Regions from separate parts of the Mus musculus genome. Here regions 2 and 3 are each linked to region 1. The links are chromatin contacts, called in public Micro-C maps. All regions are on one chromosome and are shown on one strand. The core of a region is the stretch at or near the end of the contact, and the rest is flanking DNA. Distances in the headings are between cores, read along the strand shown. Region 1 holds the start of Fgf9 (fibroblast growth factor 9). Region 2 holds the start of Otx2 (orthodenticle homeobox 2). Region 3 holds the start of Gata4 (GATA binding protein 4).

Evidence for each region. Hi-C and Micro-C count contacts between places; a contact is called where the count stands out from the background.
Region 2: a Micro-C map of embryonic stem cells shows a contact between it and region 1, with 34 times the contacts expected there. The contact joins the promoter of Otx2 here to the promoter of Fgf9 in region 1. A contact is called at or near these places in 1 of 39 promoter capture datasets (cranial neural crest) and 2 of 484 Hi-C or Micro-C datasets (both in embryonic stem cells).
Region 3: a contact with region 1 is called in a Micro-C map of embryonic stem cells, with 16 times the contacts expected there. The contact joins the promoter of Gata4 here to the promoter of Fgf9 in region 1. A contact is called at or near these places in 4 of 484 Hi-C or Micro-C datasets (embryonic stem cells and stem cell-derived epiblast-like cells) and 1 of 115 datasets of contacts at active chromatin or transcription factors (embryonic stem cells).

What each region holds. Positions count from the first base shown.
Region 1 is chr14:58,071,097-58,074,213 of GRCm38.p6, forward strand. It overlaps Fgf9 (fibroblast growth factor 9), which reads left to right and starts at 1,590. Exons shown (of 3, transcript NM_013518.4): 1 at 1,590-2,236. The coding sequence starts at 1,960.
Region 2 is chr14:48,666,124-48,669,240 of GRCm38.p6, forward strand. It overlaps Otx2 (orthodenticle homeobox 2), which reads right to left and starts at 1,521. Exons shown (of 5, transcript NM_001286482.1): 1 at 1,305-1,521; 2 at 1,077-1,150.
Region 3 is chr14:63,243,736-63,246,852 of GRCm38.p6, forward strand. Gata4 (GATA binding protein 4) reads right to left here and starts at 1,536. Exons shown (of 7, transcript NM_008092.4): 1 at 1,416-1,536.

The DNA.
Region 1 (3,117 bases), core at 340-2,839:
TGGGGACGCCGCGCTCAGCGGATCGGGGTGCTGGCTGGTGGCTGGGCGCGTACAGCGCCACCGGCGGCCCCTGCCCCTGGCTGCCCTGGGCAGTGCGTTTCTTTGTCCCTGCATGGGGCTGGGCTCAAAGGCTGCTGGCCTCGAGCAAAAGCCCTGGCCCGGGACCAGAGCTCCGGCTTCCAAGTCACCCGCGGCAGCGAGCGAGCCCTGAGCAGCGAACAGCGCCCGTGCCCAGCCGGCGGCTCCTGTCTGGCTCTTAGGCTATGCAGAGAGCTTCGGGCCATGGAGCAACCCTGGAACTCGAGCCTTTCACTTCCAGGCAAAGTAGAGCTCAAGGTGGCAAAGCCCGTCCTGAGTAGCTTTGTTTGGGGGCGAGAGAGAACTCATTGGAACCTTCTCCCTGAAGACGCACACTCAGATCTGGGGCGTGAGTCGAACTCAAGGACAGGGGCTGTTTTCAGGCGCCCTGGGTGCCCTTTGCTCCTAGCCGCGGGAACCTGGGGGGAGGCAGGACCCGAACAACTCAAAGATGCGAACCAGAATTCCCTTAACAAACCCGAGTGTGGGCCCACCAGTGTGTGTGTTTTGTGTGTGTGTGTGTGTGTGTGTGTGTGTGTGTGTGTGTGTGTGTGTGAGGGAGAGAGAGAGAGAGAGAGTGAGAGAGAGGGAGAGAGAGAGAGAAGAATCTGACTCACACCCAACTGTCTTACCTGCAATATTGTTTGCGCGTCTGTAAGTCTGGCTGTAGAATGAAAGAGAAACTGCCCTGTCCAACCAAGCTCCCTACACCAACCCTTCCCTCCCAGTCTATTTTATAATGCGACGCAAGGTTACAGAGTCCGCGCGAAAACTGCTTTCTCAGTTCCCCTCTGACCCTGCGTCTCTAGCAAGCTAGATTTCTTGTGGCCGAATGTCTTCGGGCTGCTGCTTCCCGTCTCTGGCACCGCGTCTCCGGCGTCTCTAAAGCCGGGTTTCCTAGGTCGTCCTCCCGGAGAAGTCCCGCGCTCTGCCCGCCTGTGCCCGGCCTGCGGCAGAGCGGCTCGAGCGTCAGGGCGGGCGCTAGGACCGGGCGGAGCGGGGCGGCCGCCGCGCTACCTTAAACCCGGCCCAATGCCGCCGCCTGCGCCACTCTGCGCGCCGGCGGGGGCTGCGCAGGAGGAGCGCTCCGCGGCCACGGCGCTGCGCGGCCCGCGCGGCGACACCTGTTCGCGGCAGCCCGGGCAGCACGCGAGCTCCGGGACGCGGTCCTCGCCCGCCGCTTGCCGCTCGCCTCACTGCAAGCCGCTGGACCTCCGCAGAGCCTCTGCAGCGTTCTGGATACTAGCTTTGGACGCCGAAAGTTTTTTCCCCCTTCTTTTTGTTATATTATCTTTATTTTTTGGAGGAGGGACTGGGAGGAGAGATTTGTCGCCGCCGCCAACGTGAGATTTTTTTTTTCCCCTTGAAGGATTCATGCTGATGTCTGCAGAGTCGGTTAGAGAGTAAAAACAGCGCATGCCTTTCTGGAGTCAGGATCCGTAAATTCTGACGTAGCCCGAGCATCTTAAAAATCCCTGTAATATCGCCCAGGCACTTACGTTGCTATGGTCATTCTGATCTCTAAGCAAATGGAGAAACTACGGATTTTTTTCCCTTATTACGGTCGGATGGGATGAAGACCTTTCTGCCTGCTGAGAGTCGAGGCTCCATATGTAGCGATGCATAGCTGTGTTGATCAATGTCAGTGTGTGAGTATAAAGTGGTGGCTTCTTAGACTATCAGTGGTTTGACCTTGAACCTGTGCCAGAGAAACAGCCGATTACTTTTATTTATGCATCGGATGGATTGAAGAAAAGAACCCTTTTTCCCTCTCTGTCTGCAACTGCGGCAAGGGAGGGGAGTTGGATATACCTCGCCTAGTGTCTCCTGGTTGATACCATCATTATTGTTTATTCTTGTGCTTAAAAGCCGAGTCCTCTGATGGCTCCCTTAGGTGAAGTTGGGAGCTATTTCGGTGTGCAGGACGCGGTACCGTTCGGGAACGTACCGGTGTTGCCGGTGGACAGTCCGGTGTTGCTAAGTGACCACCTGGGTCAGTCCGAAGCAGGGGGGCTGCCCCGGGGCCCCGCAGTCACGGACTTGGATCATTTAAAGGGGATTCTCAGGCGGAGGCAGCTGTACTGCAGGACTGGATTTCATTTAGAGATCTTCCCCAACGGTACTATCCAGGGAACCAGGAAAGACCACAGCCGCTTCGGTAGGTATGCCTTTAACCCCTCACTGTCCACGCGCTGACACGGTCAGATTATTAACTACCAGAAAGGTGGTGGTTAGGCGGGGATGCTCGAAGGGCTATATTCTCATATTCATAACCCCTGCCCCCCACATCTTTGAGTATCTTGCCAGCCCAGGGAGGGGAAAAAGCCTCCGGAATTGCAGATCTGCGTCTGGCATTGGTGCAACTTCACCCTCAGAAGGCCCTTCTTTTCTTTTTCTTCTTCTTTATTTTTCTTAAAGGAGGGTGTGTGAGTGTGAGTATGAATATAACCCAAAGCCCAAGTTTTTTCATTTGATATGTGAGACGATAAGGTTTAAGAAGTTTCTTTTTAAACGGACCCATTTCCATTAGTTTAAAGCTTTAACCACTAAGAACTTTAAACTGCATCCAGTTTCCTGTAGGTAGCTGGTATCTTGCTCAAATTAAGTTTTTTTTTCTCCCTTCCCTTTTCCTCTAATAAGCATTCTGCCTGAATTGTAAATTAAGCGTGTCGTTTATTCCCGGTGGCTGGTCTGAAATCTCTCAGGCAAAGATTGCTGGGTGATCTGGGGGAAGCACTGAAGTCGTGTTTTAGATCCGAAACATCCGGGGCAGAAGCCCCTGGGGAAACTGACCCGAGTGGGGGCGGAAATCCCACTAGGGGTGCCGGCTCTTCCATCCGTTGGTTCCCAACCTCCGCTTTTTAATTTCCACAGCGTGTAGCCTTGTGTGGGTTTCCTGAGTGGCTTTCTGGTGTGAGTGTTTGCGTGCGCTTGCAAAAGCTGCAGGCTCATTTTAAAGGGCATTCCGAAGATTTCACGTTCCGAGCAGGGTACTTGTGACTCAGCACCGAAGGCTGCAGACTCAGGTGGGGACTCTGC
Region 2 (3,117 bases), core at 271-2,770, 9.4 Mb before region 1:
GCCTTGACCTACGACACTTCATTGTCCCCAAGCCAGAAAAGGCAGTACAGAAGTGCTTAACGGGCCACGATGCTACCCCAGACACAAAACAACTAAGAACTCGAAGTCCTTCCTAGGGAGGGACTCCGGGGTCTCTGACCAGGAGCATCCAGGCGCCCACCCTCAGGTCTGGCTGTCCCAGTTGCGCGCAGAGGCTGAGGCGCGCGTGCCCTGAACCACACTAGCCACAGTCGCCTTTAAAACCTGTCCAACTAGCGGCCTCGGCCTGGCGATCTGGCCCAGAAGCCCCGACTTTCAGTGTACAGTTCTGGGGCTTGGGGGAGCCGCACCCCTAGGGATGGAGAGGAGGAGAGTTGTAAAAGATTCAAGAGCCCTAGCGGCTTTGAGAAGAGGCGGAGAGCAGAGGGGCATTAAGCTTGGGGAGTGAGGACGAGAAACAGGAGCTGAGGCGGCGCGGGAGTAACAAGACGCCAGCGCTGTCGCCTCCTCGGTTATCCGCTCCGATTTCGGCTCCCGTTGCAAACCGAGGAGTCTAGAGGCAGCCCGAGGCCCCCGCCGATAATGGAGAGCCGGCCTTCGGGAGCTCCGTCTTTCGGAAGCGTCCACCTTATTATCTTTGTTTTAATTTACCAACCTAGGTACATTACACAAGCATTATTTTGTCATGGATTCTAAAATACGCCCTTGGAACCAAACCTAAGGACTCCAGCTCAATCTAGGGGCCAAAATGCAAAGCTCGCGAGGAGAAGCCATGAATAGCGTGGGCATAAGAACAAAACCCCTCCCCAACTCCCAGATTAGACTCCTAGGATTTCTGCGACGTTCTTCGGTAGCAGCGACCCCCAGGAGCACGCGCTCTCGCTCCCTCCCACTCCCTCCCTCTTCTACAGATCGTCAAATTTTTTCCTAATGGTCATTATTTCGTCTCAAAATTCTCATTAGAAAAATAAAATACATCGCCCGCCCCCACCCAAGGAAGTTCCACGTCCGCAGAGTTGCACATTGGAGGAGCGGAGGTCACTGCGGACTGGGGGAACACAAAGATATCGCTATAGACAAGACAGACGGACACTTACCTTACAGCCGCATTGGACGTTAGAAAAGAAAAAAAAATCAAATTATCCTTCAAAATTCCAAATAGCCAGCTATCCTAAAAGAAATCAAGAGCATTCAGTTAAAAACCTTGTAGTCTTCACCTTTCCATAAAAAGTCAAACATAACCAGAAAAAAAAAACAATTAAAAGAAAACATAAAATGAAGTGGCCAGAGTTGTAAACAGGCTTGTGTCCGTCTACGATACATACAAAGTAGAGGTGGCGACTGAGCTCCTCTAGCGATTTTTATTTTTTAGTAACAGTGGAGGCTGAGTTGGAGCTGAGGAAGGTTCCGCTCTCAGGGAGATTTGCTGAGAAAGCGCCTCTCTGGCAACTTTTTGACGCAAACTCTCCAACCAATGGCAGGGAGAGAATGATTGACACATCTAAGCCAGAGGGAAAATAATAAAAACACACAACAGGGGGAGGAAAACAGGCCGCTGCTGCACGGGGGGAAGAGCAGGCAACAAATCCAGGCCTCCGACACTACCAGAACGTTCTTTAAAACACTGGGCTACGCTTAAAATATACATTATGGGCCCAAGCATGTGAACTAATTGTATAATTAAAATGATGGACAGGAAGGCCTCCCTCTTCGGTCTTTTCTTCTTCCTTTATACTCCTTCTTATCCTCCTTTTCTTTTTTGTTTTTATTTTAGAGAAAGGATACCAAACAACATAAAGCAGGAAAATATTTAAGTCAAAGCTAGGGGAAGGAGGGAGGGGGTAGTACCCCGTTTTCGATTTCCAACGCTAGCAAAGAATGTGTGGGTCAGAGGCAGAACTCAAACCCAGGCACAGGCTTAAAAACAGGGCTATGTTCTCTTGAAGAGGACCAGACGGCGCTGAGGGAAAAATGGGTGAAGATGAACAAGAGTGGAACTGAGCTGTGAACATGCAGTGTAGGCAGAGAGTCACGCAGCTATGGACTGTCTGAAAACTCCAGCGTCCTCACTGGCTGTTCTTTTACCCCTTAGAATAACCCTTGGTCTCTGGAGTTCTGGCTTTCCAGGCATGTTTTTTCAATTTGATAAGCATAGAGCAAGATACAAAAGAAAACGTGAGCTCCCAAATCTACCGCCAAGGCAGATTTCCGGCCAAGGGAGGGGATACCTCAAATCTCTCCAGCTGAGTATGAGGTGACAAAAAGCCCCCAGTAGAAACAGTTTGTGCTTAAGAACAAACGCCTGGTACTTCAGGCCTGGGAGTTACTAGGGATGGAGGCGCCCTACTCAGAGGCCGAAACTCGGGAGCTGGGATGCTGCAGGGTCAACCAACTCAACTTCTTCTGGTCCAGACTGGTTTTTTTTTTTTTTTTTTTTTAAACAAGAATCAGAGTTTTCTAGAAAAGCAGAAACACGCTGGACAGAATATTAGGGGACGGGGCGGGGGGAGGTGAGGGGCAAACGCTACTGCTGAGTGTGTGAATGGAGGCTGGGAGGGGGAGGGGGGGGGAGGATAGCTTTCCCCTCACAACTCCCAATGCAGAAGGAAAAACAAAACAAAACGAAAAAACCCACCCCTCCCTCACTACCTCAGTCACCGCCACCACTGCTAGTGGGCCCAAAGAAACAGCTCGTTGCCTTTAATTTGGGGACCTATGTTAATGAAGTTGGTAATTAATTCGTCGCTTTGTTGTCGGTTCTTATACTGTATGTGTAATCAAATGTGGCCGTCCTTGGGATTTACAGCAATTAGCGAATTACGGGAGTGCGCACGAGGCTGCAAGTTCTCGGCAGCCCGGCTGGGCTCGGCTCCGGCCTAAGGCTGGGCACTCCGCTGCCGCTGCAGACTTGCAGGTGTGTCCTAAGAGCCTTGGGGTCCTGGAGGCTCCGCGAACCCTCGAGCTCCTCCGGGCTTGCCCAGTTCTTCCTGGCTCCTTCGTAGCTGTTCCAGTCCTAAGGAAACTCCTGGCTGTCGCGTTCCCCAGAGCCACGACTTTGTGGGGCCTAGGCTAGGGGGGAGGGTGAGTACGGATCTTTCCTTGTTACCCCGCCCCCACTGTGCAGAAACACCTGGCGAC
Region 3 (3,117 bases), core at 286-2,785, 5.2 Mb after region 1:
TCCGTTTGGGATCGCAGGCTTGTGGGCAGAAGCTCTCTGAAGTTTCAAATGAGTGATGCTTTAACCTGATGTTGAATTTCTAGAACAATAGAAGGTGGAGAAGATATCCCTCTTTTCTGGAAAGGCCAGAAACCATTCTCCTGGGTGGATTCTTGCCTATCTATGATCTGGGGCCCAGTAACCTCCATCTTTTCACTTAAGTCTAGTCCGGCCTGGCCTAGACTTTTCTCTCTCTTTCAAATCACCCTACAACGTTCATCCCAAGTTCCCCAACAGAAAGAAAATTATTTCTCTTTTCAGGATTTAGTCCACAGCTTTTCTGGAACCTGTTTTTGAGAGTCAGAAAATACACCGCGCTGGAATGTGTCTTTTTACAGGTCTTTCCTTTAGGCTCCCGCGGGTCTCTCCGGTCCCCGCCACACTGAGAATGGTCACTAACCAACTTATACACTAACCCTCCGTAATCTCCCCAGGTAACCTTTCTTTCTTCTAATGTCCGAAGCGTCCTTCCTGGCTGCCTTCCTTTTCCAAAGGTACAGGAAATAAATTCCCGAGGTGCTTCCCAGCAGCGCGGCCTTATTTCCCCGGATCCTTTACTGCCTCGGGTCCCTCACTATCCTCTTCCTTTCAACCGAAAAGCCCCTCTTTCCTTCCACCTGGTGAAAGTTCATCACCCAGACATCTCTTCCCCAAGAGTAACAACTGCCAACTCTCCCGGGTCACATCCAAGCGATAGAATACGTGAATCAGGGGAGCTTGAGCCGACTACCCAAGACTATCCCTGATTTCCGCCGGGGTTTTGGCCCTGGGTCGCTTTCTCCCCGAAAGCGGTGTATGTGGGTAGTATTCAGCAGTGCATAACACACACAATTCCTGAGCCCTAGAGGAGTTTGAGGAGGTTGGACAGAAAGCAGAAGAGATCCGCAAGTTTCCGAGCCTATCTCCAAGGGCCTCCAGCCCTCCCCCAGGTCCCAGGGCTGCCTGCCACTGCCACTCTGCACTCCCTGCGTGGCAGGCTGGAGACACTATCCTATCTGCACCCCAAAGTGTGGGCTATGCGGCCTGTCCAGGGTCAGTCGGTCAGAGAGATTACACGGGCCCTGGCCAGTGGGATGGAAGGCAGAGTTGGAGAATCTGCAAACAGGACGGATTAAAAGGATTCATGTTCCCTCCCAAACAATCCAAACGCACCTCTCCAGCACCCATCAGTTTTTGCTGCTAATCAGTCTCACTTGATTTAATAGTCCTCGCTAGGCCAAAGTCAAAAGCGGAGCAGTTTTTAGCCAATCTGGGGGCACTGGAGTGACCGGCGTCTCCTTTCCCAGCTACCTACCTCCCTATTCCAGGCAAACTAGGGCGGCGGACTTGTGAGTTTCTCCTGCCCCGGAAAAGAGCAGGGACTCGGGGAACCCTACCTGGCCAGCTCCAGTTTCCCAGAAAACCGGCGCGATCTCCGTGAGTCCGCGGAGCTGCAACTGCGGCTGAGCCTCGGGCGGCCACTCTGCGGGCCTCCGGCTTGTCCCCTGCTCCCGGCGCGGTTCCCCGGGCCCCCGCGTAGCGATCGCCTGCGCTGACTGGCCTAAGGGAGTCACGTGCAAGGGCGGGGGCGGGGGAGCCCGGACCCGGCAGCACCTCCGCCCGGCGCCCGCCCGCAGGACTCTTCCCAAAGCTCCCCCAACAGGCAAAGTCCATGCGCGCGGAACTCTCGGGGAAGGAAAGCACTCAGTGCCGGGCGCTCCGTTCTGCCCTCAGTGCAGCCCGACGTCCTTGCGGTTTGCTGCTCTGCCAAGGATCGTGTTTATTCTCCTTCTCTTTCCTCCCTACTCTCAGTGGTCCACGTCCAGCGCCCTGTTCAAGGGGCGGGGCTGGTAGAGGAGAAGGTGACCTCGCACACTGGGCTCATGGTCGCCGGTGGGGCACTGGGTCACCCGGGATGCCTTGCTAGCCTCAGATCTACGGGGCCCTTGAAGTGAGCTCGGGAGAGGGTCAGGAGGCACTAAAACCTGAACTGGCCCTTAAGGTCAGTGCCTAGAGACGCAAGCGCTCTTTTCTCCTTCCCACGAGCCGGTGGAGACTGCAAGGCGCCGAGAACCTCCACCAGCCCAGGAGTTTATGTATTTATACAAAACGCGCACCCCTCGCCGCCGACACTTCTTCCCACTCCTGCGGTCTCCCGTCCCTTCTCATCACTCCCTGTAGCCCTCACCGACTGGGGTCCAATCAAAAGGATGAAGTGGGGGTGGGGAGCCTGGTCTCTAACCTTAGAGCCCATTCAAGGACTGTAGTTCCTTCCCTAGGGTGGGGGTAGGGAGGGTGCCAGACCTTAGTTTGGAGTCGGCGTCAGTGCCTGTAGGCCCTGGCGCAGTGGAGCTGTGAGGGGAGAGTCCCTCAGACAGGTCTAAAGGTTAATAGAGCAATCACAGGGCCCTATTACCGCGTAAAAATAACCCATCGATTACCACAGCCTTCAGCTGCAGATAACAGCTCTCTGGTGGCTCTCGCGCTTTGGGCTAAACTTTTTTTTTTCTTCTTTTAAGCCCTCATTTCTCTCCCCGGCACCGGTTTCCAATACAAGATTAGAGGGGTCAGGAGAGGGCTGGAATACCACCTGGTAAGAACCCTGTGCAGCCCGAGAAGGCTCGGGATGGCACCGGCTCCCGCAGTTCGAGGACTGACTGCAGATTGCTATTGCTATTGCCCCGCCAGTGCAAAAGCAACCCAGGCGCTAGGAACAGGCTGGGACGCCGAGCCAATTGAAAGGGAAAACCCGTGGGACTTTGGCCAACCCGTGGGGATCTCAGGAAAATCCCAGAGGAAGGACTGAGCACGGCTGCGCCGGGGGAATTCTCTTTTCCAAACCGAAGGGGCCCGAGGTCCAGAGCGGCTCTAGAGGAGAGAAAACTGAGGCCCGTCAGGGGTGCTGAGCTGCCCGCACTCTGGCTTGATTTACCGAAGTAGCCCCGGGTGCCGCCAGTTTGAGCCCTTGGGCGCCCCGGAAGCTGGGGCCCCATGATTAGGGTCCCTTCTCCAGCCCCCCCCCCCAATCCTAAACAATGCCAGTCAGAATCAGGGCCTGCAGGTTCGAGATCTGGTAAAGTTTTAGGGATGGTATTCTGA